Regions from separate parts of the Mus musculus genome. Here region 1 is linked to region 2. Evidence: chromatin contacts called from public promoter capture Hi-C data. All regions are on one chromosome and are shown on one strand. The core of a region is the stretch at or near the end of the contact, and the rest is flanking DNA. Distances in the headings are between cores, read along the strand shown. Region 1 holds the start of Ctnnbip1 (catenin beta interacting protein 1). Region 2 overlaps Kif1b (kinesin family member 1B).

Region 1 (3,456 bases), core at 92-2,591, 260 kb after region 2:
AGGCATAGTCATATAACAACAACACACAAGAGTTTACAAGCTGGGTATGATGGCGCACGCCTTTAATCCCAGCACTTGGGAGGCAGAGCCAGGCAGATTTCTGAGTTCGAGGCCAGCCTGGTCTACAGAGTGAGTTCCAGGACAGCCAGAGCTACACAGAGAAACCCTGTCTTGAAAAAAACAAACAAACAAACAAAAAAACAAAAACAAACAAAAAAAAAAACAAACACAGTTTACTGTATTTTTAAGGTTTTAGTTTTTGTCATTTAAAATTCTATTTTTACTATGGAATGCTTCACAGATCTGTGTGTCATCCTTGTGCCAGGCCCATGCTGATCTCTGTATTGTTTCAATTTTAGTATGTATGCTACCGGAATGAGTACCATTTTTAGTTTTTAAATTTATTTATTCAATTGATTTTTATGTGTGGATGCCTGTTGTATGTATACCATGGGTAGGTGCCCATGGACACTAGCAGAGAGTATACTCAGCTAAGAGCTCTTGCTGCTTCTGTAGAGGACCAGAGTTCAGTTCCCAGCCCCACATGGTTGCTCGCAACTGTCTGTAATTCGTTTCAGGGAATCCATGCCAAGGCATTAGACATACATGTGGCACACATACAAACATGGAGGCACACACATAAATTTTTCAAAAATAAATTGGAAATGATACCACTCTTAAGCATTCATGTGCCTTTAAACTAAAAGCAATTTGCCGAAAATGAACAATTTTCCCCTTTCAACCTCTCCAGATACAGCAAGACTGCCGGTAGAAAGATTTTAATCACAGAGGCCCTGGGCACTCTGGATTTCACAGACCCCAGGCTAGGCCCCAAATTCAAGAGCAGACCTAACTGTTCCAAGATACCACGCCCACGCCACTAAATAGTCTGCAACCTCTTCCATTTCATTCTTTCTGGGGTTCTGGGTCAAGTGGCCTCAGTGAAAATTCTACCCTATATGACCCCTCACTCTAGCCTCGCCTGCTCCTCCCCTGGGTTCTCAGTACAGACAGAGCCCCTACCCACCCACCGCGAGACCCCGCCCACGAGCCTCTGGTCCCGCCCTCAACCAGAGATGACCAATGAGTTGTCCTTCTCGTGTTGAGGCTCAGGGTTCCGCCCTCCAGCAAGCAGCCCGCCCCAAAGGTGTGTTAACCAATGCCTGTTCCTTTCCCGCTCTAGGGGCTCCACCCCTTCAGGCCCCGCCCCTCAGGGTACCTCCCTCTGGGGCGTGGTCGGCGCCGCGCCTCCGCCGCGCGCGCGGAGCCTGATGCCGCCCCCCTCCGCCGGTCCCTCCTCCGGCAGCCTGGCGCCTCCCTCCCTCCCGGCCGCGGTGACTCACGGAGAGGCGGAGGCTGAGGCGGCCGCTCCTGGTGCTGCTGCCGCCGCCGCGGCTGCTTCTCCGGCTGAGCGCGCCCCGGAACAGGCCGCCGCGCTCCGGACCCGCAGCCCCCGGCGCCGCGCGTTCGGGCGGCCCAGGTAAGCGCGAGGCCGGGCCGCGACCGCAGCATGGGGGCCGGCGCTGCGCCGGGACGCGGGGGAGCCGCCGGCCCTTTGTCTCCCGGGGAGGGGCCGCGGAAGGCACCTTCGACCCCGCAGAGACCCACCGGGCCGGCTCCGCTGGCGCGGCGCCCTGGGCCTGGACCCGTCGTCCCCACCACACCCGGCGCTGCTACCTCCCGCCGCAGACCACCCTGCTGCCTTCCTCCCTTTCTCTTGGGGGTCTCCTCCACAGGTGTCCCAGTTGCTCACCCCTCTGGGCCCGCGTGCTTGTCATCGTCTGTCCACCCTCCTGGTCCCATTGCCCTGTCTCTTCCTCACCTTACCGCACCTCTTTCCCAGCATCCTGACTCTCCATGTTTCCCTTCCTAGATGCTGCCAAGGTCTGTCTGTCCGCCCAGCTGCCCTTCCTCCCTTTCTAGTTTAAATGCACCGTCCGCTCCCCTGATTCCACCTCTCCTTGGTGTTTTTGGAAGGTACATGTGAGAGACACATGTCTCACCTTCGCAGGGCACTTGGGAACGTGAGCCTGCAGATTAACCACTCGGACCTCCAAATTGCATGTATCCCCTCCTTTTTGCCACCCCTATCAAGGTTGCACTTCCCTTTTCCGTGAGCCTGGAGCTCTGGACACTTTACCTGCAGAGGCCCTGCAGCCTTTGCATGCTTCTGTGTATGGAACTTGACTTAGGAGTAACTCTGCCGGTTAGCTCATGGGAAGGCCCAAGGGGATCAAGAGTTTTATGAATAATGAGACGTGCGGCTTGCAGCACTTTCTATCTGAGGATCTAACTATGCTCTAGCTGTTAATTATTCTGTCTCCTGTCACTTACAGATCCAAAGGAAGTGTGCCTAGATAACTGCTGGGTAAACTGAGGCACAGAGTATGTTGCTGTGGGATCTGGAGGCAAGTCAGTTTGTCTTGAGATTTAGTTCTCAAGTGGCTTCTGGCTTCTTGGCTTCTGGCTCGCTCCTACCACCACCAGGCTCTTGTTCCTGGCTGGAAACCCTGTGATAACTGATCTCTGCTGCCATGAAGGTGTCTGGAGACGCCAGCACTTCCTTGGATTCAAAGCAGGACTTTGAATCACAAATAAAGGTGCCAACTGTTCAGTGCCAGTGTGTCACTCATGGCTTCCTGGTAGAGCCAGTGTGGTCCATGAGGACAGACAGAAGTTACCTCTGTGAGATGGAGATCCATTCATGCCTTCCATGCTCTGGGGCTTAAACAGTCCTTGCCTTCTGGGAGATGGCAACCAAGGAAGGAAAGAGCACAGATAATAACTGAGTAAAGAAATAAGTGGCTGAAACCATTAGGTGCTATGAAGGGGCCAGAACACTAGGAATCTATGGAACAAGAGGTCATCCTGACCCTCTCGAAAAGGGGAAAGGAAGGAAGAGTCTAGGTGAGAAGAATATATTGTGTAGGGTATGATACATTATCCAAAAGAGTTAGAAGCCATTAGAGTGAATTGAACAGAAAGATACTAATTAACACATGGTCTAGGTTTTAAAAGATTGTTCTGAGCAGGAAGGTAGTGGCACGTGCCTTTAATCCCAGCACTCGGGAGGCAGAAGCAGGCAGATCTCTGTGAGTTCGAGGCCAGCCCGGTCTACAGAACAAGTTCTAGGACAGCCTAAGTGACATAGAGAAATCCAGTCTCAAAAAAGAAAAATAATATAAGTGAACAAATGATTGTTCTGTCAGCCATGAAGAGACAGGGTTGTGGGGGAGGGGGCGTTGGAGGTGGAGGCAAAGGTGCTTGTCGACTGACCGCTGAGCTTGCCCAACTAGAGATGGTAATAGAAGGAAGGAAGTAGAATCAGTGTGTCCCCATTACTGGATGCAGGAAACTGGGAAGTAACACTCTGAGGAACAGCCTCTGAAAGTCTGCTGTACAGAGCGTCTCCATCTGACTTCCGCTCAGGTTGAGCTTAGGGAGTCTTGTTCAGGG
Region 2 (3,481 bases), core at 216-2,715:
CCTGTCTCAAAAACTGAAAAACAAAAGACAAGCAAACACTCCAGCGGCTTAGAGAAAGCGTTAACTGAGTGGCACACTAGCAAACCTTTAGTGCCAGCAAAGACTGACTAACACTAATTCTACAATCACTCTATACATAAGAAAACTAAAGATCAAAAATCTAGGCAATTTACCTAAGCTTATCTTACTCCTTGACCTGGTCTTCCTAACTATTACTGATCTTTACTTGATTGATTGATTAATTGATTGACTGATTGACTGACAGACAGGATCTCACATGGCCCTGCCTAACCTCACACTCACTGGTCACAGATGATGCTGAATCGCTGATCCTGCGGCCTCAGTCCCGAGACTACTACAGGATGTGCTACTATGTTCAGCTCAGCTCTTTATTTCTTCTTGATGAGGCAGTAAGAAGGTAGGAAATTTGGTAAGGCAAATCAGACATACTTCGAAAAAACATTGTAGGTTATGTTTTAACATTTGGAAGATTGGATGTTTACTCCATGGAGCACTGCTTGAAGCCACCAGGTAGCTAAGGTTCACTGTACCCAAGCTTCCTGAGTGAGTCCAAGCGTGGGGTCAAAACACTGCTTGGGACAGCATTTGTCCTGCTCACTTCTATGATGGATGTTTATAGATATTTATAGGCTAAATCTGGGCGATGGCATTCTCAGTACTGACTTTGATGCCAGTCTATAAACATCAGAGCCAGTGGCTATAGCTACATGCTTACAGCTTAGTACTGAGTACAAAGACCAAGTCATGTATGCGAGACTTCAACTCAGTTCAAGTCCTGGCTTTAAAGAAAAATTACATACCACTATCTTGTTTCTTTTTTTTTTTTTTTTTTGCCAGAGAAGTTTAGAAAGGAATCGGGATACTAATATTATGTATGGAAATAGGCTAGTCAATGAGGAAGGAGGGAGCAGCACCTATTGAAAAGTAATGTGCGAACGCTGACCTTAAGCTAAAAATACAGAGGAGCAAAGAAAGGCAAAGAAACCGTTAGGAAGATGGATTAGCCCCCATTGTTGCTGTTCTCCATTACAGTATTTTTCTCTTGCAGTGTCATGCCTTAGGAATGCAGCTCCTAGGACATTCTCAAGCGTTTCTATTGTACAACTGCTGTCCCACACGCTGGATGAAAGATGTTCTCTGCCTGCATCATTAAAATGCAGGCCTGTCCAAAAGGAATTCTCACCATTCACAACGTCAGAGCAGAACCAGGCTTCTGCTTCAGTGAGCTACGGCGTGACTGATCACAAAGCTGTAAAGAAGCTATTTGCACTCTAGAATAAAGCTAGAGAAAGATTTTACTTACGTTGCTTCAAGGGAAGTTAAGAGAGCAGTTTATGTGCTGATTAAAGTATTACAGCTTTGTTTTCATCGGATTTAGGCAGTTGGGAGAGAATTCCTCCAATAAGGAAAGCATTATTCCCTGAAAGCCACTGGGAACGGCTACTGGGTGACCTCATTCTTAAAAAGCCTACTTGCCGTCCTGACTCCTAACACGCGGCATTGCTGTCAGCTGGTTCTAGCTAGCAAGCAGAAAGCAATTTCTCCTTTACATCAGAGAAAGAAAAGGGTAATCTCACTTCTTCAGGAAGGTACAATATAAAAATAGGTAAGATTCACCATCTCTAAAGGAGGTGAACATTTGATGTAAACAATTAGAGGGAAGTTTCACTTTTCCCTACTGCCAGAGTCCTGCTGGCAACATGGTCACTGACCCCTCCTAATGAGGAAATTGTGAATGAACACTCCTTCCCACACAGGACTCCCACAGAATCCATAGGAAAGCTTCCAAGTCGGTTTCACAACAGCAGAGATCACCCTGCACCTTGCACCTTGAATAAAAAGATGTCTCCCTCCTCTCCTTTTGCCAGGCATTTTAGAACTTCACTTACTTTCTGAATCAAGACACAAAAGCATTGTTTTTATTTTGGAATCACCTTCCTTTTGAAGGAAGAAATCAAAGGAAAAGATGGGATGATAAGAAAGGACTCACAGGAAGTCTGTTACAGTTCACCTGAAAGCCACAGTGACAGCACCTGACACAGATTCACTGACCTCTGTAGTGAAGTGTTCAACAAGCCAGCCTGGCTACCTTCCTCTCTCATGACTTTACCTATTAGAGAGCCGCTGTTCTCAACTGTCTTCAGATGGGCACAGTTGTTAGTGGGGGATACTGAGTGATGGTGAAGAGGGTCCCTGACTGGGAGCATGGCCGTGACTTCTACATTCTCAGTGAGTTTCCCCTACCCTAGTACTCTTGAACACACAGGCCAAGAGAATGGAGGCAGCAGGCAGCAGGCAGCAGGCAAGAGAACATGATGCTCCCGCTGTGGCCCGATGCTGGCAGGAGTGCTGGCAGTATGGCCTCAGCACCACAGGTGACACCTGTCTGCTCTCACTGCAGTCGCTGAAGGAAGGACAAGGACTACTCCTGATTTTCACATTCATGCAGAGCCAAAACACAAATGGCCATAGCCAGCAACAGACTGAAAGAACCCCCGTCTGCAGAGCTGGGAGCCAGGAATAATGTGACAATAATCAACTTAACACAACTTAAAACTAGATCCGTGTCTGACTGTCAGCGAGAGCACTGCCAGAGAAGCTAGAGAGAGAGGAAACCCACCACGAATGTGGCAGAACTATCCTGTGAAGTGGGGTTCGAGACCGAAATAAAGAGGGGCAATGAGAAAGCCAGGTGAGTACTCTTTCTCTGCTTCCTGATCTGCAAAGATGCGAGCAGGCAGCCTCATGGAAACTCCAGCAGCCACGCCTTCTCTTCAGACTAACCGCAAACCATGACGTAAAAACAAACGCTCCCTTATGTTGCTTCTTCTCAGGTATTTGGTTCCAGCAAGGAACCAATACAGTGGGCAATTTACAGTTGAGTAGCACCATGGCCCAAGGAGCTCAGCTGTACCAGACAGGAGGAGAAAGCCCTCTTCTCCCATAACTAAGGGCTTTGTGAGTTCTAAAAGGTCTAATTTCATGTAACCTAATAAACCAGCTATTTCTACTTAAATGTTCAAACTTACAGTTAATTATATATTAATGTTACTAATGGAAGACTGCTCTATGGAGAATTCTATCTTCAGTAAAACCAAATTTTCCAACTAGTTATTCTATGTAAATTATTATCACTTTAGAAAGGGTTTCGTATTACCTAGGCTGGCCTCGAACTCACTATGCAACCAGGATGATGCCAAACACCTCACCCCTGTTCTCCATCTCTTGAATACTACTGGCTTATCAGGTTCAGGCCACCATATCTAGCTTTAAAACTAAACATCTAACAAGCAACGTGACTGTGACTTATAAATGACCTTCAAATTAATGTAAATCTTTGTATGGCTAACTTAGGACCTTTTCATCTTGGGCCAAGCCAAACTCAAACATTCTGATAAAAAGGAATTAAACAAATAATTTCATTTTCAGGACACCTCTAACAGTTAACATCTCCCTGTGC

What was found. Promoter capture Hi-C pulls out the DNA fragments that hold promoters and counts their contacts.
Region 1: a contact with region 2 is called in a promoter capture Hi-C map of the SN4741 cell line, with 2.3 times the contacts expected there. The contact joins the promoter of Ctnnbip1 here to the enhancer-like site in region 2. A contact is called at or near these places in 11 of 39 promoter capture datasets (the 3T3-L1 cell line, 3T3-L1-derived adipocytes, the C10 cell line and 8 more), 2 of 484 Hi-C or Micro-C datasets (bone marrow-derived macrophages and cerebral cortex), 1 of 115 datasets of contacts at active chromatin or transcription factors (trophoblast stem cells) and 2 of 9 other capture datasets (embryonic stem cells and liver).

The regions. Positions count from the first base shown.
Region 1 is chr4:149,516,900-149,520,355 of GRCm38.p6, forward strand. Ctnnbip1 (catenin beta interacting protein 1) reads left to right here and starts at 1,342. Exons shown (of 5, transcript NM_023465.4): 1 at 1,342-1,480. It overlaps Gm24381 (a small nuclear RNA gene), which reads right to left and starts at 383; the gene lies at 280-383.
Region 2 is chr4:149,254,301-149,257,781 of GRCm38.p6, forward strand. All of the region lies in intron 15 of Kif1b (kinesin family member 1B), which reads right to left. Among named protein-coding and RNA genes, the nearest start is that of Kif1b, 52 kb to the right of the region's middle. Within about 2 kb of position 1,466, at least 115 of the 459 cell types and tissues checked have an H3K27ac peak or open chromatin away from gene starts, as enhancers often do. A contact at or near this core is called in the SN4741 cell line, cerebral cortex, liver and 1 more, where this site is marked.